6 separate regions of the Mus musculus genome follow, and regions 1, 2, 4, 5 and 6 are each linked to region 3. The links are chromatin contacts, called in public ChIA-PET, Hi-C and promoter capture Hi-C maps. All regions are on one chromosome and are shown on one strand. Each heading gives the region's core, a stretch centred on a gene start, on an enhancer-like site or on the middle of the called end of the contact. The rest is flanking DNA. Distances are from core to core; before and after follow the strand shown. Region 1 has its middle 24 kb from the start of Gas7. Region 2 holds the start of Ctc1 (CTS telomere maintenance complex component 1). Region 3 holds the start of Pik3r5 (phosphoinositide-3-kinase regulatory subunit 5). Region 4 overlaps Usp43 (ubiquitin specific peptidase 43). Region 5 holds the start of Borcs6 (BLOC-1 related complex subunit 6). Region 6 holds the start of Per1 (period circadian clock 1).

Region 1 (4,314 bases), core at 191-2,690, 870 kb after region 3:
AGCCTCTGGCTTCCTCAACATGCTCTTCCTTAAACATTCGAACTCCTATCTCAACCTTAGCCCCCTGCCAAGGACACTTGTGATTACATCAAGGTTTACCGAGATAACCCAGGGCAGTTTCAAGAGCCTTAATGTATGTAATACATCTGCTAAGACCTCTTCTAACAAACAAACAAACAAACAAACAAACAAAAAATTCATGTTTCTGGGGATTAAGCAAAGACAGATCTGTGAGAGCCACTATCAGCTGCCCCACCCCCAACCACACTGAGTCAGGCTGCTGTCTGCATGTAGATCCTCATCGACATGTGCTGAGGAACCCCTTCCAACAGTCTCAACTCTGAGCTGAACCTGAAGACGGTGTGTGTCAGTCTCAGGACTTACATGCTCTGAGGACAGAAATGGCTTTGAGGAACGGTGGTGCAGAAACCCCTGGCTGATAGCTTTTCTCTGTGGTTTACAGAGGAAACAAAGACTGTGAACTGGGGTTTCCCAAAGTGTAGAAAGCCAGGGGGTTCCCGGAATGCTTGCAGCACTAAGATGAACCCTACACGAGGAGGTGGTTGGCCTAAGAGGTTCACTTTCTAAGTAGTTTTCTATTCATTTCATGGTCTATTAGTGAAAAAAGGGTAGAGCTTAAAGCCTAGGAGAACACTGATATTAGAGCATGACACTGTCGTGACCTTGCTAGCTAACCAACCCCGTACAAAGTACTGGCAACAACTACTATGAACTTGGGAGCTGAGTTCAAATCCACACCTGGCTTAGGCAAGATACTTGATCTCTCTGGACAATATCTGGAATAGGCAGTCCCCATGACAACAGAAATAATAGAGATGCTGTTATTAAGTTATACAGTGGTACGATTTAATTGGGCAGATGGACATGAAACATTGATGACTGCCCTGCTTTTGTGTATTCTGCTGCATGCCATAGCTCCTGCTCTTGTCGCTGGGTCCTACCATCATCCTTACTAGAATGTTCTAGTGAGATCTGATAGAATCAAGCATCCATCCCATGCCAGCTGGGTCTCCTCTGTCTCCTGTTATATTCTACTTCCCTCAGTTTTCCAACCAGTCAAATGGGTCCACTTCTCTAAGTCTCCTCCCGACCACCTAGAGGAAAGTCTGAACAGAGGCCACCCCACCAGTGGTCTCCACAGAACAACCTGACAACTCTACCTCCAATCTTAAGCCAAGGGTGTCTGAAAACTTCCTAGTCTTGTCCTGTTCTTCTGTCACAGCACGGTTGTTTGTTTGTCTGTATAGCTCTGCTTTCAAGACCCTGGCTCAAGTGGGTTGGAGTCAGGTACTAAACCCTTCCTGGTATTCTGAACCCTCGTTGAAAGTACATTTCTTAAGTGAGTCAGGTCCCCTGGAGGGAAGCAGATCTCAACATTCCTTAATCTTGACACTATCTCAGATGGTAGTCATGGTTACAGGCAAATAACGACCAGGGTGTGGCATCTTTGACACTGCCTTCACCCTGGTCACTAAGAGTGTTCTCCATCCTTCAGCACTTTTTAGTATGAGTCACAGCTGAGGCATAAGCCATGTGTGAAAAGCCCCAACAGGGCCTCCTGCTTCTCCTGTTCAGTGAGAAGTGAAGCCATATCACACCAGTACCCCGAGAAGGCAAGCCCCACCTTATTCGTTATTGAGAGACTGGCCCTCCTCAGGAGCAGCACTTGCCTCGTGGCACCTCTTCCTGTTTGGTTTAGGAAGGTCTTTTGCTGGTGCCGAGGCTGGTCTCAATCTGAGACGGAATATTGTGGGTCCTCTAGACCAGTCCTGGGTTTGATGGTTGGTTAATAGAACTCATAAGATTCGACACACTGTCTCTGCTCCTGGCTAAGGGCTATTTCAACAACAGGATACAAAATAACCCTCTGAAGGGCTGTGGAGACAGAGGCAAATCCTTGAGTAAATGAGTTGAGTTCTAGAGTCCTCCCCAGGGAATTTCTCCCAGCAGATAGAGTCATGTGGGGCATGCTGATCTCCCCCAGCAGTGATTGTGACAGAATGTGTAATTGTAATCACTGTCTACTAAGGAAACTCACGAGTCCCCAGGTCCAGTCTTTGCCACCCCTTCCCCAACCCTCCACACACAGGAGGATGTCAGAAAAGGACATCAAGTGTCCTGCTCTATGGCTCTCTGCCTTATTTCCTTGAGCCAGGGTCTCTTACTGAGCCTGGAGCCCAGTTGCCGCAATCCTCCTATCTCCTCCTCCCACAGAGCTGAGATAACAAAACACAGGGGTGGCCACGCCTGGCTCGTTTTGTTGCTGAGACTCTGAACTCAGATCCTCCTGCCTGTGTAATGTGCCCTCTGACCCAAGAACAATCTACTGTAACTCGAGGGTCCAGAATTATTATTAGGGGCTGGTTACACAGGCACCGTGTGCCTAGCATGTAGCCAAGCTGCAGGTTCTCAGAAGCAAAGCAGGTGTTTGGCATCAAGTACATGCATAGGAATAGTTTAAGAGATGGACCACTACCATCACTAGGAAATAGTGAAAACTTCTCAAACACTAGGTGAGGGGTGATATCACAAACTGGCCTGTTAAAGAAAGCAGGATCAGATATGCTAACGGCGCTTTTTAAAGATTCCTTTCTGTCTTTCTTTCTTTCTTTCTTTCTTTCTTTCTTTCTTTCTTTCTTTCTTTCTTTCCTTCCTTCCTTCCTTCCTTCCTTCCTTCCTTCCTTCCTTCCTTCTTTCTTTCTTTCTTTCTTTCTTTCTTTCTTTCTTTCTTATTTATTCACTTAGCATGAAGGATGCACATGCCATGGTCTGTACATGGAAGCCAAAGGGCAACTTGTTGGAGTTGGTTCTCTCTTTCTAACATGTGGGTACTGGGAACTGAACTCAGGTTATCAGGTTTGGCAGCAATCACCATAATCCACTGAGCCACCCCATCTGCTTCTATGCCATCTACTCTTCCTTTCCAGCGGTAGAATGCACCGCAGAATGGCCCTCCCCTGCTGTCTGGCCCCTGGCTGGCTAAATCCTGATAGCAAATTCTACACAGATGGCAGTTTCTGGAATGCCGTTGACAGAGTGCTTACTCTCCACAAAGCTCCCAGGTCCACGGCTGGCCTCTGCCCATTGTCAGTCCAGGAATGTCAGCCTCCAGGGTCAGTATGTCATGAGGATGAGAATTTTATGTAGCAGCAACAACCCCTGACAATGACTGCCAGGCACTGGGCCAAGCACTTGACACCCAAGAAGCTTGCTTTACTATTAATATCACTGTTTTATGATGGAGTCACCCATAGCCAGAAAACATGAAATGACTTGCCCAAAATCACGCTGTCAACAGGTTTGAACTCTGGTCCATTTGACCAGTGACCTTTAACCCCTAGATTCACTTACTTCCAAGAGCCTGTCTTTCCTTTGACCACCATTATAATTTTCAGCAAACTCAATATAGCTTTTCTTCTTTACTAATGGACTCATGCTTTTTTTTTCCTTTAAAGAATGTCGAAAATAAAGTGTTATGTTTACCTTCAAATAGGAAATTAGTGACATTTGCTAGAAACATGTAGTAACCATTAAAATGGTTACAGTGAAAATCTAGCAAGGATGTTCACCCTCGCTAGCTGCTGCTGGCTGCTGGGGCATCTGTCACCCAGCTCCACTCAGAGTCCTCGCCTTACCACAATCATGAACACTGAGGAAACACAAAGGAAAAGACTTCTCTCCATAGAAGTGTTGAGACTGAACGTCTTGCCCATAGATGATTATGTTAGCTTTCTGACACTCTGACAAAAAATAAATAAAATAAAATAAAATAAAAGGTATAATTTGGTTCATGGCCTGAGAGGTTTTTCCTCCATAACTCGGTCCTGTGGAGCAGGGAGCATCTTGGCAGGAGTGATGGAGAAAACTGTTCACCTGGTGATCATTAGGAGACCAACTAGGGAAAGAGGAAGGAAAGGCTGGAGTCCCAATATCTCTATCCATGGTAGGTCCCAGATGGGCTAACTTCCCCTGGACTTCAGATCAATCCTGAAGACTCTACTGTCTGCTAATAGGACCACAGGCTGGGAACTAAGCCTTCAACAGGTGACCCCTGAGACAGCAGGCCAAATTCACACAATAGTCGTCATCTAAGTGTGCCTTAGCACGGCACTTTGGGAACTCTGGTCCACTTGGCCAAAGCTTCCATTGGCAGACAGGGTGTACAAAGAAGAAGCAGAACAGAGAAAAACTGCTACATACTGTAGCTACTCTCCAGCCTGTCCAGTCTGGCTCACTCAGCCTGGCAGGGCTTCCTGTGTGCCCTATTGTGCCCTACTCCTCAATCCCAGACCT
Region 2 (4,578 bases), core at 339-2,838, 580 kb before region 3:
ATAACCCCAAGATTCATTTTGTATAATGTAAGCCTAACACTATACCCTCAAATACTTGAATTGCCTACGTTTGCTGTGGTGGTTGTTGTTTTTAAAACAGGGTTTCACCATGGAGTCTTGCTACCCTGTAACTTGCTATATACACCAGGCCTGCCTGCCTGTGCCTCCCAACTGCTGGGATTAAAGGCTTGGACCACCACACCCGACTGCATCGTCTACCTTGAACGAACGACCTTTAAAAGAGGACTGTTGCTCAAGGATCTCTCCTTTAGCTGAGAGTTCTCTCTCCTGAGAGCTGGTCTCATCACTCTGCCCAGCACTGCAGCACAAATGTCCTCTTTAAAACCACTCCAGCACTAAAGCCATGTTCACTGATCAGCCAGCTAGCTTGAATCCTTGGCTACTCCTTAACTGGCTCCCTGTCATTTACAATATCCACCCCTTTAAATTCTAATGTCTTACTCCTTTGGGTTTGTTTGTTCTTCAAGACAGGGTTTCTCATCATAGCGCTGGCTGTCATGGAACTCACTATGTAGACTGGCCTCGAACTCACAAGAGATCTGTCTGCCTCTCAGTGCTGGGATTAAAGGTGTAAACCACCATGCTTGGCCTTCTCTTTACCTCTGGTACCCCAACACTAACACTGCTGTAGTGGAAGAAGATACCATAGACTCTGTTTTCAACCATGGTCTTTCAGCTCAACCGTCCACAGTACACTTCAGTAAAGTAAGACCCAAATCTCAAACAACCACTCCTTTGTCCAAAAAGGGCCACCAAGTGCGAGACATGTAGAGGCTAGCCCAGTGAATTACATAGCAAGCACCAGGTGATGTTAACGTGACGCTGTCATAAAAAGACCACTAACAACTACCAAGAAGTTGTTGCTTAGCAAGTCAAGACAGTTCACTATTCCTTCTGACCCCTCCACCTCCACCCAATGGCATTTAGCTTTTCAAACGATATTTGCTTTAACTCTTGCTTAGCAAAATGGCTTCTGCTGCCTAGTACCGTTTTCTGATGCTTTCCCGCTTAGCTAACCGGGGTACCCATCCAAGGACTGGGGCGTTTCTCCTTTCCCAAACCAGCTAAATCAGAGGGCCCCTGTAACCACAACAACCAGCAAGGCTAATCTCCCACAGAGCGTAAACCTTCGACAGTGGGCGGAGACGTATTCCAGGCTAGGTCGACCCTGGAACAAAGGGCCGGAAAAGCCTCCGCTCCCCAGGCCAAGACCATGGGCAATGGATGGAAGGAGTATAGGAAGAAAAGAAATTCAGGACAAGAAGGGAAAACAAAACAAAAAACCCACGAGAATCACACAAACAGCACTCACGGAGGTAGGTGGTTGTGCTCGGCAAGCAGCCATGATGAGCCAAACCCCTACCCTGAAGAACGCGCGAACTCCGGGCGCAAGTGCTCACGGGAGGGAACCTGTGACGTCAGGGAGCAGCACTGCCTCTTCCCTCTGCATCCACCAGGGTACTGGGGCGTCAGGGACCTTTTGCGGTGAACTTGCCGTAAGGAGCCTACTGGCCTTAAATTTGCAGCGACCCTTCCGCTTCTGACTCCTAAAGGCGGGAATTACAGATGTGCGTCACCAGATCTGGCCTGTTTTCCTTCTATAGTGACGGCGCGTCCGGATCCTAGTGTTTCACGTGGGGTGGGGCGGGCGGGAGACCGCTCGAGCGCACAGTCACTTGGCTCATAACACCTAAAATTTTCAGTCTCCCTGATCTTGTCAAGCAGAGATGTGCAATTTAAAAGTAGCCACAGACTAGATGGGATATCGCATGTGCCTTTAATCCCAGCAATCCGGGTGCAGAGGCAGGGGGATCTCTGCGAGTTTTGAGTTTCAGCCTAACCTGCTCTTCATAGTGAATTTCAGGCCAGCCAGAACTACGAAGTGAGGACAAAAAAGGGAGCCACGGGACACCATTAGCATATGTGATATGTGCAGTGGACTTAAGCCACTGCTGCATTTAGCAAGTCTTTTTAAATTTGTTTTTTACTCTAATGTCTAGAACTAATTTTTGCTAAAGAATTTGGTGGCCATATGTGACTCAATTCATGAAAGCCTTTGCTTTTCCTAATTCAGTCAGTCAGGCAATCAAGAGCTCAGTACTGGCGGAGGAAACAGAATTCATCTATGTGGCAGGCACATAGGATCGGGGTATATTCATTGAAGAAAACAAAACAAAAACCCTCTTGTTCTGAGGCAAGGAGATTGACGGGAAAACAGGCAAAATATATGGAGAAGAAAGAAAGAAAGAAAGAAAGAAAGAAAGAAAGGAAGGAAGGAAGGAAGGAAGGAAGGAAGGAAGGAAGGAAGAAAGAAAGGAAGGAAGAAAGGAAGAAGAAAGGAAGAAAAAGCAAAGCGAGGAGATTGTCTGGCATTCCAGTTCCAGGAGACCTGGCGCTACCTTTGTTGTTGTTGTTGTTGTTTTGTTTTGTTTTGTTTTGTTTTTTTGTCTTTCGAGACAGGGTCTCTCTATTGCCCTGGCTGTCCTGGAACTCACTTTGTAGACCAGGCTGGCCTCGAACTCAGAAATCCACCTGCCTCTGCCTCCCGAGTATTGGGATTAAAGGTGGCCCGGCTCTGGCGCTACCTTTTGAGTAACTGCACACGTGGTACACATACATTCATGCAAGCAAAACACTCAAACACATAAAAAGCAAGATAGAAAAGGAACCATGTGGCAGTGCAGTAATCCCAGCATTCAGGAGGCAGGAGAATCTTCCTGAGTTTAAAGCAGCCAGGGTTACATTAAAAAAAAAAAAAAAAAAAACAACCAACAAAGTAGCCAGTCAGTAGTGGCGCATGTCTTTAACCCCAGCAGAGGCAGAGGCAGAGGCAGGTGGATTTCTGAGTTCCAGGCCAGCCTGGTCTACAGAGTGAGTCCCAGGACATCCAGGGCTATACAGAGAAACCCTGTTTGGAAACAAACAAACAAAAGAAAAACAACAAAGTATTACACCTGCAAATTACTGTATCCCTTCATTCAGCTTCACTTTTGATGCAAACAACTCCTTCTGTCATGAAATATGCACTGTGGTGATGAAAGAGAAGTTGGGGCAAAAGCCCCACCCTAGTAGCCGTGTCTCAACTAAAGATTTTGTAGCACAAGAGAGTCTCTGTTTAAGGGGTTTTATTAGTTTCTTTTAAGACATTCTTCAAGCAGGCCTGTTGATCCTGACATTCAAATTTACTGAAGGGAGGAAAGACTCAACTTCATAAGGAAGGAAAAAAGAAAATGATAAATAAACACCCAGTGTCTACTTAAAAGCAAAATGGAGCTACCTAGTCAATGACTAGCATTGCCTTCAGTAACAGGCTTTTTAGAGGTTTTGTTTGTTTGTTTTTGTTTTGTTTTGTTGTTTTATGTTTCTGTTGTGTTTGTTGTTTTGAGACAGGTGGTGTATCCTATAGCACCATATTGGATCTTGAATTTGCTCTTTGGCCAAGGGGGACCCCTGATCTTCCTGTCTCCTCTGGGGAGATTATAGGCTTGTATCAGCAGGACAGGTTCATAAGCTCTTGATAAAAGAAAAGTTTGGCCGAGCGTGGTGGCACGAGCGTGGTGGCACTCACCTTTAATCCCAGCACTGCAGAGGCAGAGGCAGGCGGATTTCTGAGTTCAAGGCCAGCCTGATCTACAGAGTGAGTTCTAGGGCTACACAGAGAAATCCTGTCTCGAAAAATCAGGAAAAAAAAAAAAAACCGTTTGGAGCCAGTGTGGTGGTTTGTTGTAGTTTCAGCCACCTAGAAAGATTATGTCAAGGACAGCTTGAACGATACAGTGAAAATTTGATGTTACAACTCCACAATTAGCACTTGAGAAATGAAGATAGGAATATCAGGGATTCAAGGTCAGCCTGGGTTACAAGCTATCCTGTACACACAAAAACGTGGAACTTAAAACTATATCCCCTATTATATCAGAGATGCGTATTTTTTTCTCTTTTCTTCAAAGCATGAATCCCCCACACCCAATATTAAAGCCTCTTTTACAACTTCAGCCTCCTTTATTTATTTTTTTTAATATTTTTATTACATATTTTCCTCAATTACATTTCCAATGCTATCCCAAAAGTCCCCCATACCCTCCCCCCCACTTCCTTACCCACCCATTCCCATTTTTTTTGGCCCTGGCGTTCCCCTGTACTGGGGCATATACAGTTTGCGTGTCCAATGGGCCTCTTTTTCCAGTGATGGCCGACTAGGCCATCTTTTGATACATATGCAGCTAGAGTCAAGAGCTCCGGGGTACTGGTTAGTTCATAATGTTGTTCCACCTATAGGGTTGCAGATCCCTTTAGCTCCTTGGGTACTTTCTCTAGCTCCTCCATTGGGAGCCCTGTGATCCATCCATTAGCTGACTGTGAGCATCCACTTCTGTGTTTGCTAGGCCCTGGCATAGTCTCACAAGAGACAGCTACATCTGGGTCCTTTCAACAAAATCTTGCTAGTGTATGCAATGGTGTCAGCGTTTGGAAGCTGATTATGGGGTGGATCCCTGGATATGGCAGTCTCTAGATGGTCCATCCTTTCGTCTCAGCTCCAAACTTTGTCTCTGTAAC
Region 3 (4,848 bases), core at 841-3,340:
TGAGTTTCAGGTCAGCTAGGAGATACACAGTGAGACTGTCTCAAAAACCAAACAAAGCAAAAAACAAAAAACAATTAACACCCAGAAAAAAAAAAACAAACAAACAAAAAACCTAGATACCACAAAATGTCAATGAGGTTCGATTTTTTAAATGTATGCAAGATAGAAGACTGACACAATTCTGTGTGTACCCATGTACCTCTAAAAAATATTCCCTCCAATCTGTAAATATACCCTGTATTTAACAAACTGTAAGATGCCATCAGTTGTAAAGATGCACCACTACTTTGTGTATTGACAAGAAAGAAATATCAGGGCTTATTATGATAGTAATCTGTTAACTTTAATTGCTAAACTTCGAGTGTGAAGTGGAGCTCAAGGCCAGCCTCGGCTACCTACTGAGTCGGAGGCCAGCCTGGGGCACAGGCTGAGATTGTCTCAGAAATGACAGAGCAGATGAGACAGCTTCCTGCTTTGCTTGACAACCTGAGTCCCTGGGACTCACAGGGTAGGAGAGGACAGACCCCTTCCAGGTGCCCTTTGACCACCATATGTACCATAGCAAGCCTGCACGTGTACGCTCTCATCCACAGCCACAAATTAAATAACAAATGTTTTAAATAATAACTGATATATGGAAATAAAATGTGAACCACATGTACATCTCCAAATTGAGGATATATCCTTATAGGTAATATTCGTTGCTGCTCATTTGGACCAAAGGCTCAAACACCAGGCTACACACACACACATACACACACACACACACACACACACACACACACACGTTTACGTAGCGCACAGTTCAGCCCCTCGGTGGGAATGAGTCTCTTTAAACATACAGATTCTATGTGCTTGTAAGAGCTTGTAACAATCACAGTGGAGGGTTGCCCACGAAGCTCTCATTGCGTTGTGTTCTTTCATTTCTGACCTGACACTGCAGCTCAGACATACACAGCCAGTTTTACAAATAAGGAGATGTCATATGCCAGAACCTGGCTGGACTTCAGGTCTCTATTCCGTCTTACACCTTACCAAGCAAACTCCCCCATCAAGGCTTAAGAACCCTATTTAAAATGTGTTTCACCTTGGAAAGCTGTACTGTACAACTGGGTTCCAAAGACTCGACAGGCATTACAGGAGCATAGCTCTGCTCTGGGAACCGGGCCTTACCAGGCAAGGAAAGCAAAGTGGACCGCCATTCAGAAAAGGCCTTCAGGTGAGTTGGCCTGCTTTTAGACCTCCTGTTGCCAAAAGCCACCCCTCCTCTCGACAGGAGGCTTAACTCACTTCATACCACATCCTGCTGCTTTCATCTCGCCTTCCTTTTCCCTCTGAACAGCCTCCTTCCTCCTACTGTCCTGAACTTCTTGCATATTTACTACTACCACCCTAGGATGGGCCATCATGCCAGTCCTACCATGCACACACGTGTATACATTCACACACTCATACTCGCGTGTCTCCGGCGTGTAAACACTGTGCTGGGCGCGCAATTCCCAGCCCGCAGCCGCGTCTGAGAGTCACTAACTTTGGGCAGCCTGAGGCTCGGTGGAGGATAACGCCCCGGTCCTGATGCCAAACAACTCCTGTTGTCCACGTTCCTCCAGAGAGTTCAGAGCCAGAGACAGGCAGGTTCCTTCACTCCAGAGCACACGGTGGCTTGTAACCCAGCAGGAGGCTGCACACACACACACACACACTTGGCCGCATAGCTACTTCAATCTTGATGAACAGTCCTGGGACGCCCCTTCTGCCTCTGGGTTTGTCCCATGGGTTTGTGGGCCCCGGTCCCCTAGGTGGACCTTAACTATAGAACTAGAAGGTCGCCAACTGTCCAGCCTACCGGCTGCAGTTGGAGCACACTACTCCAGAATGGTCCCAACCTGCTCTGGCTGTGCTTCGAGCTCTTATACGCGTCCTCAGCACCCCCTGGCTGTCCAGCTACACACCTGCAGTCCCCGCTGGGCGCCGGGCGCCGAGCCCCTCTCCTGCGGCGACTCTCAGCAGTTGGGGTGAGGCCCCCGACCACCGCTCAGCGGCTGGAACCGGGCAGCAAGTCCCAGCATCTGCCGGGTCTCTACAACCCTAGGGGAGGCGGGGCCTTTGGGGCGGGGCTTTGGGGGCGGGGTATGACCAGGGCTAGCCGCCCAGCCGGGCTCTCTCGCCCTCTGGTGGCTCGATTGTGTCAAGCCGGTACATCCAGCCCTAGAGTTTAGGACTCAAAGCAGTTGCCCTGCGCTAGGACCCCATCCGCTTCGGCTTGTGTACCAGTACTGAGTAACACAGCTCCCCAAAAGTAAGGTGAGGTTCCGTGGGGCGGAAGAGCGTTTTGTCTGTGCAGGAGGGGTGGGTGGGGGCTTCGGGGAAGGAGGAGAAAGAGGAAGCTCCGATGAGCTGCTTCCTTCTCGCAATGCGACCCAGCGCCCCACTTCCTCCTACTACTTCTATTTTTCGGGTGCTCTTAACCCTTAAAAGGCCTGCACCCCTGATGTGCTGAGGAGTAAGCACCCTGATTCCTCTATTCCGTCTACAGGAATCTTCCTAGAAACTTCCAACCAATCCAAACTTCCAGCACTGCTTCTGCAACCTCTGATCTCACAACCCACCACCTCTACACGGTACCAGAATCTCTCATCACTTCAGCTGGGTTCCACCTTCCCAGTAGTAGATCTAGAACCGACCACAAGGTCATACGTTATTGTTGCTCAAAAGCCACAACCCTACCTGAAAGCTAATGTAAAAACCCAATGGTTTTTCTTTTCCTGACTCCCTAAATACCAAGAAAAAGCAACTTCCCTAAATAGACAGAAACAGAAAGTACCCTTTGGGCGGGCGCAGAAGTTGGAACTAGGTGGGAAGGGGCTCAATGCCCACCATAGGTCTAGCCACAGTGATCTCCATCCCAACTACCTGTTTACAGGTGAGGAGCCCGGCCGTGGGCAATGTGGTCCATACAACTCTCTCCCCAGTCTCTACTTTATTCACAAACATGTTGACATTTGGAGGAGAGGGATGGAGGAAGCAGGCTTCACTGTAAAGAAGCAGACAAGATTGGCAGTAGGTGCCTGAAGGAGAAGATAGAGAAGAGCGCATTTCACAGTCCAGGAATGTGCTAGAGAAGTTGTGGAATGTTTGACTTCTTCTGCATTCTTGCTATTCCCAAAACTGAAGGCAGAATAAAGCTAAAACCCCGGGAAGCTCAGGACCTCAGAAACCCAGCGATGCTGCCCTCCAATGGCACACCCTCTTTCTTACTAGCAGCTGTGGCGCAGATGTTGAGTTTGAAATTTTCCTCCCTTCAACACTGGGGTGTGTTGTTGTCCCTGCAGGGCCAACCACCAGACCTCAAGAGCACCTGGCATCTTCTGGACAGAAATTAAAGTGACAGCCACTAGAAGCAGTGTCCCCAGTGCAGCTGGAAAGACCCATGGGTGCCTCTGTCACTCGGTGGTGCCACCTGGTTACATTCCCACCACTGTACAGCTCTGTTGTTTCCTCTTACAAACAAGGCTATTTGTAATCCCCCTGCTTCCCTTCGTTGTCTGATGTTTTCAGAGAGCAGCCTGCCCTGTTTTGACTTCCTCATCTTACATTTAGTCCACTATGTTCTAGAAAAAGGTCACCAGGAAAGCCCTAAAGGCCAGATCCAGCATGTGGCTTACTGTTGCTACCTTTCTGAGGAAACTCCCCTGGTCCCTGGAGACCCTTCACTTCAGACCTCTGTTTCTGGCTTCTTTTTCTTCATCTTCTCTTTAGCATTGGAAGCCTTGCATGTTTGCATGAGTTGGCTTCTCTTTTCCCAGAGCACTTTGGTCCATCTGTCCATCCCATTCAAAATGGTAGCCTGGACTTCTCTCTTGAGTGGAAAACCTGTGGTTCTGGTGCTTCTGCACCTCTGTACCTCAGTCGTCAGTGCCGAGACGCCCTGGGATCTCATTCCCTCCCCACAGGCTCCAGCTCCTGACAGCACCATGCAGAGGACGACGCTTCCAACACAGGAAGCCTAGTCAGCCAGCTCACATCCAAACTCTTAGCATGCTTTCCTAAAAGCCAAACTATCTGCTCATGGTAAACCGTACCTCAGCACATAGGACACGAGGCAGTCTGCCCTGAGTTTTTCATCCCTCCTTGCCCTTCCACAGTCTGATTTCTGTTTATATTGCCTCCCCTCAGTTATTCAGTCTGTACTCATAGCCAGACAACAGGTCATATCAGTTGCCATTCATTCCTGGGAAAAGACTGAGCCCAGAGGAGCTGGGAAGCAGAAGGTGACCCAGAGGGATAGTCAAGAGAATCTGACAAAATGGCAACAGCCGGAATCCTCTAGCCTATACTTCCAAAAGAAGGAGGAGGAGGAGGAGGAGGAGGAGGAGGAGGAGGAGGAGGAGGAGGAGGAGGAGGGAAGGAGGAGGAGGAGGAGGAAGAGGAGAAGGAGAAGAAGAAGAGGAAAAGAGAAAGAAAGAAAGAAAGAAAGAGAGAAAGAAAGAAAGAAAGAAAGAAAGAAAGAAAGAAAGAAAGAAAGGAAGGAAGGAAGGAAGGAAGGAAGAAAGAAAGGAAGAAAGCAAGCTAGTGAAAACTGGTAGGGAAAATAAAACATTCACATTTGTGTTTTCAGTGTTTGGGAGACTATGTAAGGGTTGTAGACTAAATTATTAAGGAATTGCTAAGGCTGGGTGTGGTGGCACATGCCTCTAATCCCAGCACTCAGAAAGCAGAGGCAGGCAGATCTCTGTAAGTTTGAGGCCAGCCTGGTCTACACAGTGAGTTCCAGGACAGTCAGGGCTATAGAGAGAGATCTTGTGTCAAAAAAAAAAAAACAAAGCAAAACAAACAAGCAAACAAAAA
Region 4 (4,806 bases), core at 2,246-4,745, 540 kb after region 3:
AGTACCCATTGCTAATGTGTATCTCTGTTTTGTGGTACTCTGGATCAAAGTCAGAGACTTACACAGGCTCCTCAGGCAGTTGCTCCACCTATGCCCTAGGCCCACAACTGGTGGATATTAAATAACCTTGATGATGGTAACTTGTTCCCATTCTATTTTATTACGTTTCGTTACTATTCTCCCACTGTACCTAATTTACAAATGAAAGTTGATTCATCGTCGGCCGGATAGTAGGAAAAAGCATGGTATTGTAGGTTGGATGATGTGGATGGTGACATGTCACACCTCAGGTGAATCCTGTGCTCTGAGCCCATGTCCTTAGGTAGCCCAGTCAGTGAGCTGTGGGAAGCAGATGTATGATGTTGTCTGCGTTAACAGGAGAAAGGCAGGCCATGTGATCTGGAACAAACCCCAGATTGACCTTGACCGTCTTATAACCCAGGGAAATAAGTCTTCATTTCAAATTTAATCATGGGTAACGCATATTTTCCTTGAGGAAAAAAAAATCTGTATTTCAGAACTGATTAGAAGTAGAGGCCCTCTCTTCTGTCCCCAGTAGGGGATGCTCTAAGGTTCTCTTAGATGGAGACATAAAAACAACGCAGGTTATTTCAGGTTGCCTTTTAGATTGCTTTTGAAATCTTCTAATCAAACTCAGGCCCATCTTTTAAAATTATTGGCTGACTAAAACCACAAACTCCTATGTATATGAATTTTGTATGCCAGGTGCCAGGAGCCCCACCTTCTCCCCTCAAAGTCCCAGGTATCCTTCCCCCGGTGGTGACTTGATGCTCTGGTGTCATTCTCTTCTCCAGCCCATCCGTCTGGTCTGTCAGTGTCACCGCGCTTGCCAGTCCGTGACAGCCAGCGATTCTCTGGGCCTCTCCACAGCGAGAACAGGGTGGTCTTTCTCTTCTGTAACCTGGTGGGCTCAGGGCAGCAGGCGAGCAGGTATGTGAATCTCCTCCCTGTGTTCATGTGGTAAGTGGGATTTGTAGACCTGTGCTTGCCACCCGTCTCCCTCCCTCCCTCCCTCCCTCCCTCCCTCCCTCCCTCCCTCCCTCCTTCAATGCCCCCTTCCCTGCCTCCCTTCTCTTTCTTCATCTCATATAGCCCAGGTTGGCCTTAAATTCACTTTGTAACCAAGACTGCCTCAGGACTCCTGATCTTCCTGTCTCTTTCTCCCCAGTGCTGGGATTACACAGTAGACCACCCTACTGGGCTCTATACTTGGTTTCTATCTAGAATAATTCTAACTTAATAAAATAAGTATCTATTCCCATTGTTAATAAAGTAGAAGATGAGAGCAGAGTGCTTCTGAGCAAGAGGATTAGCTGTAATTGCCTCAAGCAGATGGCGACACCATCCTTAATTAAACACCAGAGGTTTCCCGTTAATTGCAGGAGCGGTTGTGACTGTCCGCACCACTACTACTTTATATCGACTCATGAAGGCTAGCAGCATCCATACAGTGCAGGAAAACTGGCTACAAGAGGGAAGTGAAGCATGGCTGTGCACACCTGTAATCTCAGTCAGTCTGGAGGCTGAGGCAGGAGGATTGTGAGGCCAGCCTCTGCTACGTAGCAAGTTACAGGTCAGCAGGAGCTACATGGTAGACAGGTCACTAGGGGGAAATAAAAGGGTGGAGGTAAAGGAAATAAAACCCAGCACTGTTTGTAGTTTGACAGTTTGTCCAGGAGACATGAGCTGGAACGTGATTCAAACTAATTAAAGAGTTCAGGAGAGTGACTGGGTTATATTATAAATAGTCAAAAACAGACAACCTTTTGATTATAGTCAGATTAAGTGTCTTAAAGGACATTGTGACTGTTTGGTTGACAGATATGACCCTGATTGATCCTTCTACAGTGTGTGCATGCATTGAAACATTGCAATGGACCCTGTAAATGTGTATATGGATCATGTGCCAGCTAAAATGCTAACAAGATGTTTAAAGGAGTCTGGGGCTGGAGAGGCGGCTCACGGTTAAGGGTCCTTGTGGCTTTTCGGGAGAACCTGCTTTGGCTCCTAATATCCCATGGTGGCTCACAACCATCTGTAACTCCAAGGAGATTCGTTTTGTCCTATGCTGACACTAGGCATGCATGTGATGCACAATCATGTATCTAGGCAAAAATATTCATACTCACAAAATAAAATAAACTTTAAAAGACAGAGAGAGAATTCTGGTGTGGCCCAGTGCTGTAGTGTGTGCTTAGTATGTACAAGGCTCAGCCTATATAACAATACAAAATAAAAACAGGAGAATTCCTCTGAGAGGTACTTAGATTGATAAAAACAGTTCCAAGAGGTATCTGGGATGGTAAGGTGGTAGGAATACCCAGGAATGTCAGGGGAGGGGGAAGGAGAGATGGTGACAACCACAATGCTGTTGCCGCTGATGTTTTTTTGAAATAGGATCTTACTCTGTAGCCCAGACTAGCCTTGAACTCCCTATGTAGCTCAGGCTGGCTCTAAATTCATAATCCTGCCTTAGCCTCCTACTTAGCTCCTAGAATCATAGGTGTATAGTGTGATATACAGCTCAATAAAAATTTAATTGTTAAAATATTATGATGTAGATAAAAGTATATGAAAATAATCTCAGAACCAAGTAGGCCAAAGTATCTTTAGGTATTTATTATATGATAAAATGAAATTTATTTCATAGTCTTGGGGATGGATGCTTTATCCAATAATTAAGGCTAAACAAATTGCTTTTTATTTTAAAACAATCTTTTCTTTTGCTGTAAATTTTTACATATAAATTCCCAATTAATTAACAAAGTAATCACAGAAAAGTTAACCATGAAAGCAGTGTAGGTGAGCACGCTGGCACTCCCCTGAGTGAGTCCCTTTCTCAACAAAGCAGACAAAACAGAAAGAAAACCAACATAGACTATTTATGTCTTTGAGTAGAAGAGGCTGTTTTTATAACACATAAAACAGGAGGCCACGAAAGAGAAGGCTTATGTTTCAAAAAAATTAACATTTTAAACTGAAACCAAATGTAAAAACTTTTTAGGAAAAGATTTATTTTATTATTTTTTTATGTGAGTAGTACACTGTAGCTGTACAGATGGTTGTGAGCCTTCATGTGGTTGTTGGCAATTGAATATTTAGGACCTCTGCTCACTCCGGTCAGCCCTGCTCGCTCAGTCCCTGCTTGCTCTGGCCCAAATATTTATTTATTATTATATATAAGTATACTGTATCTGACTCCAGATATACCAGAAGAGGGTATTAGGTCTCATTAGGGGTGTTTGTGAGCTACCATGTGGTTGCTGGGATCTGAACTCAGGACCTTCAGAAGAGCAGTCAGTGCTCTTATCCGCTGAGCCATCTTGCCAGTGACCCCCTCACCCCCAAATGTAAAAACTTAAAGGCAAAAGAAAATGAGGGAAAATATGTAGGTCTTGTAAGACTGAAGGATTCACCTTAGTTACAGAAAACCTAGCTCTTGCTCAGATGAGATAATACCTCTCATGGTAAGAGGAATCCACAGACGCACACACATGGGGTAAAAGATGCAGTGTCCTTGGCAGCGAGGAAAGTCTAACAGAAGTAGGGAGATTCTATTTTAGTTCTTCAGATTGCTAAGGAAATCTGCACTAGTCGTTCTGAGCAAGAACAAAGCAACTTACTTGTCAAGATGATAAAACAGAAAGCCGGCTCTTTATCCAGGGACCTGAGTAGAGAGATACTTGCTTCCCTGGTAAACTGCCACGGCTTTCTGTAGGACATTTGGGTGGCACTGGCTTTGCCTTTCTATTTATAGAACCTCCATCCTAGGAGGACAAGTGGTCCCACAGAGTGGAGGGTCTGTGTCTAAGACTATGTGTAGTTCCTGCCATAAGCAGCATTGTTCCAATAATAACCAACTGGAAGCAACTCAGAGTGCTGCACAGCACAGGACTAGGTTGATCAGCTGATCTGTCCATCAGGGGCTGCACAGGGCCCTTCCCTATCCAGATAGGGACCTTCATGTTTGTGCCTAGCTTTAGCAACATCGATTCAACAGTTTTGCATTATCGAGTCAGATCTTCTCACAGCGAGGGTGTCTGTGACAGAGCTGGGGTTCCTACGGACATCCTGTGCTCACTGACAAGTCTACAGCTGGACATTCAGTGGGTTGGGATGTGGAAAACTTGTCAGTAATGAGAATATTTCTGAGACAGGACACAGATAGTGTTGTCATCTAGATGCCCTGCTCTTGTTCCCACATCCCCTTCTTCCCTGTTCTCTGGAAGGAAGCTCATCTCTTAGAATAGTCTGCACTGCAGCTTGTGTGTAACATATATAAGCAACCAGCAACTCCATATTGTACTTGGCTCCTAACAATTTTCTAATCCACTGGAGAGGAACCAGAGCGAATCCTACATCCATGACTCTTGTTGGGTTTTCCTCTGCAGAAATGACTTATTTCCTTGGATTTCCAGGTTTGGACCACCGTTCTTGATTCGGGAAGATAGAACAATCTCCTGGGCCCAGCTTCAACAGTGTATTCTCAGCAAGGTTCGATGCCTCATGAGGAGTGAGGTCTCTGCACAGGTCTGTGTGCACGTGTGTGTGTGCATGTGTGTGTGTGTGCATGTGTGTGTGCATGCATGTGTTTGTGTGTATGTGTACTTGTGTGCAGTGTGTGCGTACTTATGTGGCACTTATGTGCAAACAGTTACTCTTTTGTGGCTTGTAGTGTTTTCACCTCTGATATTAGGAGACACCTTTCATAAGGACCAATGAAATAAAGAGTAACATTTGGGTTATTATTCTCAATTTCATGTCTTTATGGCTGGCCATTGTTTT
Region 5 (4,879 bases), core at 1,549-4,048, 630 kb before region 3:
AAATGCCAAAAATCTCATCTTTTGGGCTTTATCAGAGTTTCTGCTTGATTGCTTACTTGAGTACTTCATTTGACTAGTTTGGATAACTTATTTTTCCGTTTTATAAAATGCATTTTCTAAGCCAGAGTTGGTACAGCAATTTATTTACATGACTTTAGAGCTCCCACTCTCTCGTCTCTGGCCGGTTAGCTCAGTTGGTTAGAGCGTGGTGCTAATAACGCCAAGGTCGCGGGTTCGATCCCCGTACGGGCCAGTGTGCTTATCTTTTTAAACAAAAGCAATTGTTCAATATTACTTTCCCCTAAGCTATTATGAGATAAAAATATGAAATTCTCCCAGTTTGATTTTATTTCTAATGTTCACCTCTAAGTATATTAGCTGCCTAAGTGAGCACCAATGTTCACCTCTTAAGGTGGCTTTGCCAGCTTTAATCGTTTTCTGAAAAGGAGACATTTAAGAAAACTTCATACAGCTGTCTTTCTAATACTGAAACAGTTCGAACTAAACAAATATACTGGAATGCTGTAAAAATGTGGGAATGTCTTGGAGTGTGGGATATTTTATGATTATAACATATAGTTCCTGAACGAACATACTATGTAAATTGTAAGAAGACAGCCTTTGTCATTGGGACACGATTGTCTAAAATCATTATACAGAACTCTGATCAGCACAGGATAGAGCTGTCAAGAGTTTATATTTCTCTATATTTCCTCTATAACCAAGACAACCAATCTGCCCAGTGTCTATCTATCCATCGGGAGCAGAGAAGCCCTTTCCCCTCAAGACCCTTGCTCGTGTTTCTGCTTTAGTGGCTCTTCGGGCCCTTTATGATCTCCCTCAGCTCTGACGCATCTCCTCCATCTAACTTAAGACTTCCTCCCCCACACTCCCAGTTCCCACTCCCGGGAGCTCTGGAGCCACAGGGGCCTTCATTCCCATTCCTTTGGCTTCTTCAACCCCTTCGACCCCACACAAAAAAACAGGCTCAGCCTTAGCAGCAGCAGCACTTTAATTCCACAAAAACTCAGAAAGCCAAAATTAATTAGAATACTCCACAACAGGTGGGCTTCAAAACCAGTAACAATTCGACCGGAACCCTGAGAGCAGTGAGACACTCCCCCGTGCCCCCCACCGCTCTCCCTCCATCATGAAATGTGCTCCTCCACCCCGTGGCATTTTAGGGGACCAGAGGAAAGAAGCGGGAGGTTATGCAGATGTTGCGCCCTCACCCTCGCATGGTGTGTGGGCAAGAACCGCTCAAGTTCCTAAAGCCCCTGGCACTTGAGGTGTGTGACCATTGGGATCCGGATAGCCGCAGCGGGGCTGAGGTCTCTCTGATCACACATTCGTGTCTGCCCCACCCTCCAGCAGAGATCTAAGGGCCTGTATTCCCATGGACGGTGTTCTAGCTTAGGGAGAAGGGTCAGGAAGAACAGGGTAGCTATAGATGGCCAACTGAATAAAAGCAGAGCTACATCCCTTTTCACCAGGAGAATCCTCACAACTTCCCCATTCACACTCCATAGGCTTAGAATGGGCACAGGCCTCCTAAACGCTTGTGGAAGAACCTCTAACGTACAGGCATCCCCTCAGCAAGCAGTTTCCACCAGGGCTCTTTGAAGAATCCTGAGGGTCCTACTGGACCCTGGTCTGGCCAGGTTACGCATGGTCTCTCCTCTATGCTCCTGGTCACTTGCATAGGGCCTCCAACACCTCCAGCGTGCGTCGGATATCTCGGACTTGGCGTGCCAGCCCCTGAACCGGTTGCAAAGCCCGTTCCAGCTCCTCGCAGCGCGCAAGTAAGGTGTACATGCCCTTAATGCTCATGTCCACGGCTTCACCTAAGGAGTCCACCGCGTCGCGGTAGGTCTGGATACAGCCCACACTCAACGCTGTCAGCTCTTGCACCGCACCACCCAGCCCGCGAAGCAGACGGTCTACCCGGCCGCCCAGCTCGCGACTCAGCCGCTCCAGATCCCTCAGCACGTCCGGGTCGATGGGAGGGATGGTGGGGGTGGGTGCGGGCGTTAGGCAGGGCCGCACAGAGGCAGGGGGAACGGGTGGTGGGGCGCCACTCAGTCGGATCTTGAGTTGTAGGTTGTTGGCCACAAAGTGAGTAAGGTCGCCGTGGCGGCTCACCGTGCCCTCCAGCTCTAGGGGGCTGGAGATAGTGGCGCGACGTCCTCCGCCCGCGCCGGTCTCGCCACTGGATGAAGACCCCCCTCCACCGCACGCCCCACTCAGCCCGTCCAGGCTGCGGCTGTCCTGAAGGCGGCTGGGGAAGGAGCGGCCAGCCCTACCCGCCGCCGCCTCTTCGTCCTCGTCGTCGTCGTCGTCACCCTCTTGCTGCGGCAGCTCCACATTCATCTCGACGCCTCCGGGGCTCCCTCGACGGCAGACCCTCAGAGCGGAGGGCTGATCCTCGCTGGGCTCCGGCTCCGGGTACCAGGAGGACGGGGGCGGGGCGTGCTCGGAACCTGGCACCCCCCGGCGTCCCCGGGCCCCTGACGGCGTCGCCCGGGAGCTCGGCTTGTCCTCCCAAGTGTCCAGCTCCGGCCCATGGGCGATGCTGCCGCTCCAAGTCTTTGGGGACGCTCGGGGATGACGGCTCGAGACCCCAACGCTCTCAGCCTCTTCCTCCCCGGACAGCGTCCGGACTGAGGGCGGCTTCGAGGGCGTTCGGGACGGCCTGCCGCTGAAAGTCGCGGCCTGGTGCTCAGCTCCGACCGAAAGCTCCGGCTCCGGCCCGAGCCGCCCCTGGGCGGCCTCCATACTGAGGGTGGGGGCCGGAACCGCGAGTCGTCCGCCGGGCTCCCCGGTCAGCGGCGGCGCCTTTAAGGGGCGTTGGCGGAGGCGCGCCGATTGGCAGCCGGATGATAATGGTCCGGACAGGAAGAGCTCTGTGATTGGTCGCCACCCCAGGAAGTTCCGGGAGGAGGGCTGTTATTGAACTGCAGAACACAAGTGAAAGCCAGTCGGGTGGCAGCTCCGGGGTGACAGCTGTGCGCGGGGCCCCGCCCCTTCGGAAAGTTGAGGGGGCGGGTCTTAAAAGACCCGAGCCCCGGAGCGCCGGAGTCCCACCGGGGCGGAGCTTAGGCTCTATGTCCACGGTGGTGTCGTCCGGAATTACCGCCGAGCAGTCGCACTCCACCGGGGATCGTTTTTGGAAGCTCTAGGGGTTCTTGGATGCTCAGGGTTGGACCGAACCGAGCTAGAAAACCGAGAAAGAAAAACAGCAGCGCCAAGAGAGAGAAAGCCGGAATTCCCAGCGGAACGGGGCTGATTGGTTCCATCCTTGAAACATTGACAGACTGATCGTTGAAGCGCCCAGAGTGACTCACTGTGCAGGGGAATTGCAGGTCGTGGACTTTCCTGTGCTTTTGTCACTCTTCGGCCTCCTGTCCCCTCTGCGTAGAGCATTTCTCTCATTGGAGGATAATATTGAGGGTTGTTTGTTTGTTTGTTGTCACAAGAGAAAATATTCCATAGGTGAAAGAATCAGACGTTTTGATAAGCACGCTCGGGAAAATAAAGGGCTGTGATTGAGAGTAAGAAGGACTAGTTAGATGAGGCCTCGGTCGGGAAAGGTCTCTGATGGGAACTATCAAGGGCATCAACTCAGCTTGCTGACAGAGGGAGGAAACCTCAGAGGCAAAGAGGTTTGATATAAACAAGAAACGCTGGGGTACGGAGTGTGGGGGAAGGACAGAGAGAAGACACCAGGGCTAAAATAAATGAGAAGGGAGAGGATTAACAACATCCAGATCGAAGATTCAGGACCCCCGGGCCACATTCCCAGGGCACTGTGGTTTCTGTAACAGATGGAGAGTCTTTCCAAGGGCCGTGGGACAGGAATCAAATGGTAGAAAAGTCGTCAACTGCAACACAGCCAAAGCTCTGGGACCCTTCTAGTTAGCAAAACAATGAATTAATATTCTTCCTTGGTTTAGAATCTTTGTATACCCCCGGCTGTCCTGGAAGTAGCTTTGTAGACCAGGCTGCCCTCAAACTCACATCACAGAGATCTTTCTGCTTCTGCCTCCCAAGTTCTGGCTGGGGTTAAAGGCAGAAGGACACCTGTTCCTGTTTTTGAAACTGAATCCTGTGTGGAAAGTGTGCACAATCACTGTGGCTAGTAATTGCAGAATCTTCCTGTTTTTTTTTTTTTTTTTTTGCATCCCTTCACCCTGTCTTTATTCTTTTTTAAATTTGTTTTGTTTTGTTTGTTTGTTTGTTTTTCGAGACAGGGTTTCTCTGTGTAGCCCTGGGCCTTTGTAGACCAGGCTGGCTTCAAACTCAGAAATTCGCCTGCCTCTGCCTCCCAAGTGCTGGGATTAAAGGCGTGCGGCACCATGCCCAGCCCTGTCTTTATTCTTGTGTTCCTTGCTCGTTTCTTGAGCTCTTTTTCCTTCAAAAGAAGCCATCTTTTGCAAGTCTTTTGTTTTCTACTACTATTACTACTGCTACTATAATTACTTTCTCCTCCTCTTCTTCATGCCAAAGGTGTGCAAAATAAGATGACATTTGGTGTGATAGTGGAGATTTTAGTTGGTGTCATAAGGTTTAGTTGGGACATTGTCTTCCCTATTTGGTGACTCCATTTAGATTCCTTTTGTATATGTACATGTCTTAGGGAGCCTCTATAGTAGGTTTCCATATGGTTTTAAATGTCCTTTAGTGTTAGCTGTCCCTCCCCATATTTCCTCCTTTACCTTCCTTCCTTCCTTCCTTCCTTGATCCATTTAATCCTCCTAGTTTCCCCTTTGGCTCTCCATAACAGTATATTCTATTTCCCTGTCTAAGTACCTGTCTTAGTTTGGGTTTCAATTGCTATAAAAGAGACACCATGACCACAGCAACTTCTTTTTTGTTTAAT
Region 6 (4,868 bases), core at 1,682-4,181, 670 kb before region 3:
TACCTGCAGAGGTGCCAGTGCCCCAGGTGGGCAGTCGAGATGGTGTAGTAGAGCCATAGAAGACACCCACATCCTGGGGAGCCAGGAGCTCTGAGAAGCGGGCACCCCGAAACACATCCCGTTTGCAACGCAGCAGGACACCTGCCTGCTCCGAAATATAGACAATCCGGCCTGTCAGGAAGGACACAGCCACAGAGAAGGTGTCCTAGAATGAGACCAAGACCGGGGGAAGACTTAGGAGCTGTAGGAATGGGGGGTGGGGGGGCGGGGAGGGGGGTTAGAACTGAGGACCCAAGCTGTAACTGACCTGGTTTCGAAGTGTGTATTCGGATGTGATATGCTCCAATTCCTCCAGGGTGTAAGTAGACATGTCCATGGCACAAGGCTCACCCTCCTCCAGACTCCACTGCTGGTAATATTCCTGGTTAGCTGTAGGAGAAGGGAATCCAAGCCATATTCAGTTAGGAGAAAGGCCCCTACAGTAGTCCAAGTCCTGGCCAGACCCTGCCAGGAAGCACAACTCACTCACCCTGAACCTGCTTGACACAGGCCAGAGCGTACTGCAGTGTGGCCAAGGTCCCAGAGCGGCCCTTGCCCCGACGCTCTGGTGGCAGTCGAAGTTTGAGCTCCCGAAGTGCAGTCATGAGTTCTTTCTGGGTCCTGGCTCGAGCTGACTGTTCACTGCTGCAGGACCCACAGGAATGAAGGGGTAAAGATATTAGCCCCGAAGTCTGGCCCGGCCCCCAGGCATCTCCCTCAGCCCTCAGCCTACACACCTGCAGCCACTGGTAGATGGGTTGTCCTGCTCTGAGCTCGCACTCAGGAGGCTGTAGGCAATGGAGCTGCTGGGTGGGGATGGGCTCTGTGAGTTTGTACTAGAAAAGAAGGAACAGGCTAAGGTGAGGGAGGGCCACGTGGTCAGCAGCATCATGCCATCATACACACACATACACTCGTACACACCTCTTGCTGCTCTCAGTGGTCTCCAGCAGAGCTGAGTCCTTGCCATTGCCAGAAGAGGAACTATGAGAACTCCGCTGAGATGCGCCCCTGGACTCGGGTCCGTTGGACTCATTGCCACTTGAGCCATTGCTGTTTGCATCAGTGTCATCAGCCAGGCTGGGGCCTGGACAAGGCCGGTGCTGCGGGGCCCCAGGGGATGGGACTCCTCCAGGACAAAAAGGTTCTCCGGGCCTGGGGTCTCCTCCCCCATCGGCCCCTTCTAGGGGACCACTCATGTCTGGGCCATACAGTGGAGGACGAAACAGGGAAGGTGAAGAAGCCACCACGGGTGCACAACGGGGCTTTTGAGGTCTGGATAAAGGAGGTAGGACGCCTGTCTCTGAGGGCTGACTAATTTAATCACGACACCTAGAAAAAGAAACCAAAAAGGAATGTTTAGCAAAAGCTGAGCTATTAACCCCACAGCATCTGCTGGCTACACCCAGTCCTTCCTCTGCCTGCCCCTCACTGTTGTGACTCAGGCCTGGGGCTTGCAATAGAAATATGTTCTATTTCCTTAGGGGGACCTAAGGATACCACAGGTAGAAAGGCAGCTCTCGTAGGCCATCTCTTACACCCCTTGCCAGTGTGGAATGAGTACAGCCTGAACAATCGACTAGAACAGTAGCTGAGGGTCAAAGCTTGCAGGTTTCCTATGCCCAAATTCTCATCAGGTCCCCACCTGGTCTGGGACTCTGAGGCCTCGGAGCAGGGGGTGAGCTGATCGCCTCCTATATTTAGGCTTCCGGGCTAATTTTATCCGGGGGCGGTGCCACCCCCGCTGCACATGCGCGCCGATGTGCCTGGCCCCACCACGCGCTTCCGCCACAGCCGCGGTCGCCAGGGAAACCGACGTCAGCCGCTGAGCTCAGCGGTTGCTGGAGGGACCACAGGAGGGCAGGAACGACTCCTCCCCCAATCCCCATCTTCGTGGAAGTGGGAAACAGACCCAGTCCTATACTGGCCAACACACCCTCATACTGGCTAACAAGGTTCAGGGCAGCGGGGAGGAGAAGAACACCCACCATAACAAATTCCCAGGGCCCAAAGAGCCTAGGAGCCATGTGAAGAGTAACAAACTAGAGGAACTCCAGGAGCAAGTCCTAGCTTCCCCACTCGGCCTCTGCTCTTTGTGGAAACGCCCCCATCCTCGCTCTTGCCTCGAACATTATTCTGATCAAGACACTGCTTTTCTTTCTCAAGCCCCTGCCCACTCCCAAACACCAGGACTGGAGTTACCACTTGCCATAGGCAACGACTCAGGCATCTTCCTTCGTCCCTTACTTTTCTAGTTAACCCTACTACCACATAGATAGGGGACACACAACAACCAGCATATATAGTTTTTCCTCTACTCCCTGTCTAACCACACCCCCATCCCAAGTATTTTCTGAGCGCCAGGAGAAAAGGGAAGGAAGGCTGTGGCCAACAGCAAGAACTAGCGCTGAGAACAGGATGTTCCAGCCTGAAGCGGTTGACATCACGACCGGCACGAGGCCAGGAATTGGAGGGAGGAAGACAGGGAGCGCAGAAGCCTGAAGGGGGTCTTTGGGCTAGGGCAAACCCATGGACTCCCGAGTGTCGAGCAATGTGTAAAGGGGTCGTGTTCGCTAAAGGTCTCTTAGGTTCAGGATGGCTGCTCTGGAGGAGCAGAGGAGGAGATTAGGTGAACGAATAACAAACGCAGACAACCCGTGACGGGTTGAGTTGAACACCTAGGGCCCAGGGGCGGGGAAGGGTGGATAGTGACAGGAAAGGCAGATTATTGTTTTGCTCTCTGAGAGCTGAAAGCGACCCATCACGTTGGAAGTAGTGGCGGCCAAGCTCCGGGACAAAGACTAACCCTAGGATTGCAGCAGGGATCCCTACCTGGCCGTTCGAGCGCCCTCCATCCGCTTGCCGTTTCGGCCCGCAACCCAGAAGCTCCGCGAGGCTGGGAGGCGGGTTGCATAATGCCAGGCCCTGCCCCTCATTGGCCTTCTGCCCGAAGAGCCGCAGGCCCCGCCCCCGGTTGGCTAAGGATCTCTTCCTGGCATCTGATTGGCTACTGGCCCCCACTGAGGTCAGGGCTGTGTCACACACATCCCTGCACGTGGACTTGGGTGCTGGTGCTGGGCTGAAGGGCCTCAGACACCGCTCAGTCAGCCAATGCGATCAGGATGTCTCACACCGTCAATAATGAAAGGGAAGTGAGGGAGGGAAACTACCCCTTTTCAGGGAGGATACCTGGGCCACAGGAAGTGCTCAAGAGAAACCTACTTCCTAAACTGACCAGCTTGGCAGAACAAGACACCTGTCCTGGTGCCGGGTGAATGAAATGTCTGCTACCCAAGGGAAGTGGGAGAGAGAAAAACCTAGACTGACATTCCCTGGCCTCTCCCCAGCCTTGTTATAAAGAATCCAACCCTTTCCTCTGACCCTTCAGATCCTGAGAGAAGGGCAATTGAGGGCCCACGTGTCGTTAAGGGGTGAGTGGGTGATGGAAGGATACGGACAAACGGAAAGGACAGGGAAAGCCAATGGCTACTGTGAAAGGAAACAAAAGCAGGTGCTTCACTAGCCAATCAGAGAAAAGGTCTCCAGGAAGCCTACTTGGTGACTAGTGCTGCCTCTGCAGAGGATGCAGCCACCCACATTTAGGGCTGCCCCAAAAGTGGGGACCAGGAAGCCAGTACTACAAAAGGGGCAGCAGAGAGGGCAGTTGCAGCAGTAGGCAGAAAAAGGATGGGTGGCTGGGTGGCAAGGGCTTTTTATTGGGCTTTTTATTCCTGCTGCTTAGAATACAAAAGCCAAGGTTCATGAACCCAGCAGCAAGCCCATCTGTCTCATTTACTGTATTCTCAGCAGTAAGGTAAGTACGTCTCAGCGTCAGGACTGACAGTAGATGCTCGGTAAACAGGATGGCTCTGTTTCTATTAAGGATAGGTAGGGGAGAGAGAGCCTCAGGAGAGGAGGCAACAAATTATGTTTTCAAAAGAAAAGTAGAGCATTGATTCATAAAAAGAGAATAGAGACTCGATTTTGGGGAGGGGGGGACAACATGCCAGTCTGGGTCCAGGAGAGCTACAGTGACAGAGTCCCCTTCCCTAGGCCTGGGCTGAGTAGTTCTCAGGCTTCCCTGCAAACGTAGGTGGCAAGTGAAGAGGCCAACACGCAGCGGCTGACATAATCAGCTGTTAAGTGCACGCCCCTCACTGTCACGTGGCTAAAGCTTTCCTTAACAATGGTGTTTCCCTTAGAGGAGGCGGGCGAGACAAGGTTCTATAGAAATGCTGGGACACAGACCTGTTATAAAATAACCCAGAAAAACAGAAGCAGGGAAACACAGAAAACAAAAGACACGGGAGGCTGAGTGCTCAGCTTCCTCCTCCTGAAAATGATGCTGCTCTCCTGCCCCCTCGTACTGCGTTGTGACCGTGTGCTGTCCTTTTTTTTTTTTCCAGACCCCTTTCTCTTTCCACAGCTCTCAAGGATTTAGGTGTGATTCCTCTGACCCAAGCAGCCATTGCTCGCCCACTTCCCTATCTGTCATTTACACAGACAAAAGGTTTCAGCACTCCAAACAGCCCCAACCTGATCCCAAGGCCCAGGCTGTCGGGCCTCATCAGTCCCCCACAGTAACCAGGCTCTGCTGCCGTCAATGGAGAAGCGGGGGCAGGAGAGGGAGGTGACGTCAAAGCGGAGGCAGGAGGCGGGGCGAGGCAGCTGGGGAATGTGGGGCAGGGAGGCTGGAGAGGCAGCGGTTTGGGAGGCGGCCAGCCCCAGAGGGCGGCGGCCAGCGCACTAGGGAACATCGTGTTCTCTTGGCTGATGGCCCAGGACATGCACACAGCCTTGGCGCCTCCCCCAACCCAACGACAGCGGTC

The links. Promoter capture Hi-C pulls out the DNA fragments that hold promoters and counts their contacts. A called contact is a pair of places that touch in the nucleus more often than the background predicts. ChIA-PET counts read pairs in DNA pulled down with a chosen protein or histone mark.
Region 1: a contact with region 3 is called in a Hi-C map of B cells, with 8 read pairs. The contact joins the enhancer-like site here to the promoter of Pik3r5 in region 3. A contact is called at or near these places in 1 of 39 promoter capture datasets (pre-B cells), 1 of 484 Hi-C or Micro-C datasets (B cells) and 1 of 115 datasets of contacts at active chromatin or transcription factors (microglia).
Region 2: an RNA polymerase II ChIA-PET map of memory CD8 T cells shows a contact between it and region 3, with 8 read pairs. The contact joins the promoter of Ctc1 here to the promoter of Pik3r5 in region 3. A contact is called at or near these places in 1 of 484 Hi-C or Micro-C datasets (CD8 T cells) and 1 of 115 datasets of contacts at active chromatin or transcription factors (memory CD8 T cells).
Region 4: a promoter capture Hi-C map of hippocampal neurons shows a contact between it and region 3, with 3 times the contacts expected there. The contact joins the enhancer-like site here to the promoter of Pik3r5 in region 3. A contact is called at or near these places in 7 of 39 promoter capture datasets (3T3-L1-derived adipocytes, the C10 cell line, embryonic stem cells and 2 more), 2 of 115 datasets of contacts at active chromatin or transcription factors (large pre-B cells and pancreatic cancer cells) and 1 of 9 other capture datasets (embryonic stem cells).
Region 5: an RNA polymerase II ChIA-PET map of memory CD8 T cells shows a contact between it and region 3, with 15 read pairs. The contact joins the promoter of Borcs6 here to the promoter of Pik3r5 in region 3. A contact is called at or near these places in 3 of 115 datasets of contacts at active chromatin or transcription factors (T-cell acute lymphoblastic leukemia, memory CD8 T cells and pancreatic cancer cells).
Region 6: an RNA polymerase II ChIA-PET map of memory CD8 T cells shows a contact between it and region 3, with 72 read pairs. The contact joins the promoter of Per1 here to the promoter of Pik3r5 in region 3.

What each region holds. Positions count from the first base shown.
Region 1 is chr11:67,560,562-67,564,875 of GRCm38.p6, reverse strand. It overlaps a transcript of Gas7 not described here. Among named protein-coding and RNA genes, the nearest start is that of Gas7, 24 kb to the left of the region's middle. Within about 2 kb of position 1,440, at least 117 of the 459 cell types and tissues checked have an H3K27ac peak or open chromatin away from gene starts, as enhancers often do. A contact at or near this core is called in B cells, where this site is marked.
Region 2 is chr11:69,012,921-69,017,498 of GRCm38.p6, reverse strand. It overlaps Ctc1 (CTS telomere maintenance complex component 1), which reads right to left and starts at 1,588. Exons shown (of 23, transcript NM_001013256.2): 1 at 1,334-1,588. The coding sequence starts at 1,366.
Region 3 is chr11:68,429,367-68,434,214 of GRCm38.p6, reverse strand. It overlaps Pik3r5 (phosphoinositide-3-kinase regulatory subunit 5), which reads right to left and starts at 2,090. Exons shown (of 19, transcript NM_177320.2): 1 at 1,953-2,090. Gm32046 (a long non-coding RNA gene) reads left to right here and starts at 2,130. Exons shown (of 2, transcript XR_388771.3): 1 at 2,130-2,304; 2 at 2,537-3,527.
Region 4 is chr11:67,887,495-67,892,300 of GRCm38.p6, reverse strand. It overlaps Usp43 (ubiquitin specific peptidase 43), which reads left to right. Exons shown (of 15, transcript NM_173754.4): 7 at 816-951; 8 at 4,440-4,551. Among named protein-coding and RNA genes, the nearest start is that of Usp43, 32 kb to the left of the region's middle. Within about 2 kb of position 3,495, at least 7 of the 459 cell types and tissues checked have an H3K27ac peak or open chromatin away from gene starts, as enhancers often do. A contact at or near this core is called in hippocampal neurons, where this site is marked.
Region 5 is chr11:69,057,694-69,062,572 of GRCm38.p6, reverse strand. Borcs6 (BLOC-1 related complex subunit 6) reads right to left here and starts at 2,798. Exons shown (of 1, transcript NM_028005.3): 1 at 997-2,798. The coding sequence starts at 2,775. The coding sequence ends at 1,693. It overlaps n-TIaat4 (a tRNA gene), which reads left to right and starts at 180; the gene lies at 180-253.
Region 6 is chr11:69,097,012-69,101,879 of GRCm38.p6, reverse strand. Per1 (period circadian clock 1) reads right to left here and starts at 2,931. Exons shown (of 23, transcript NM_011065.5): 1 at 2,872-2,931; 2 at 964-1,371; 3 at 777-875; 4 at 530-684; 5 at 308-429; 6 at 4-205. The coding sequence starts at 1,238.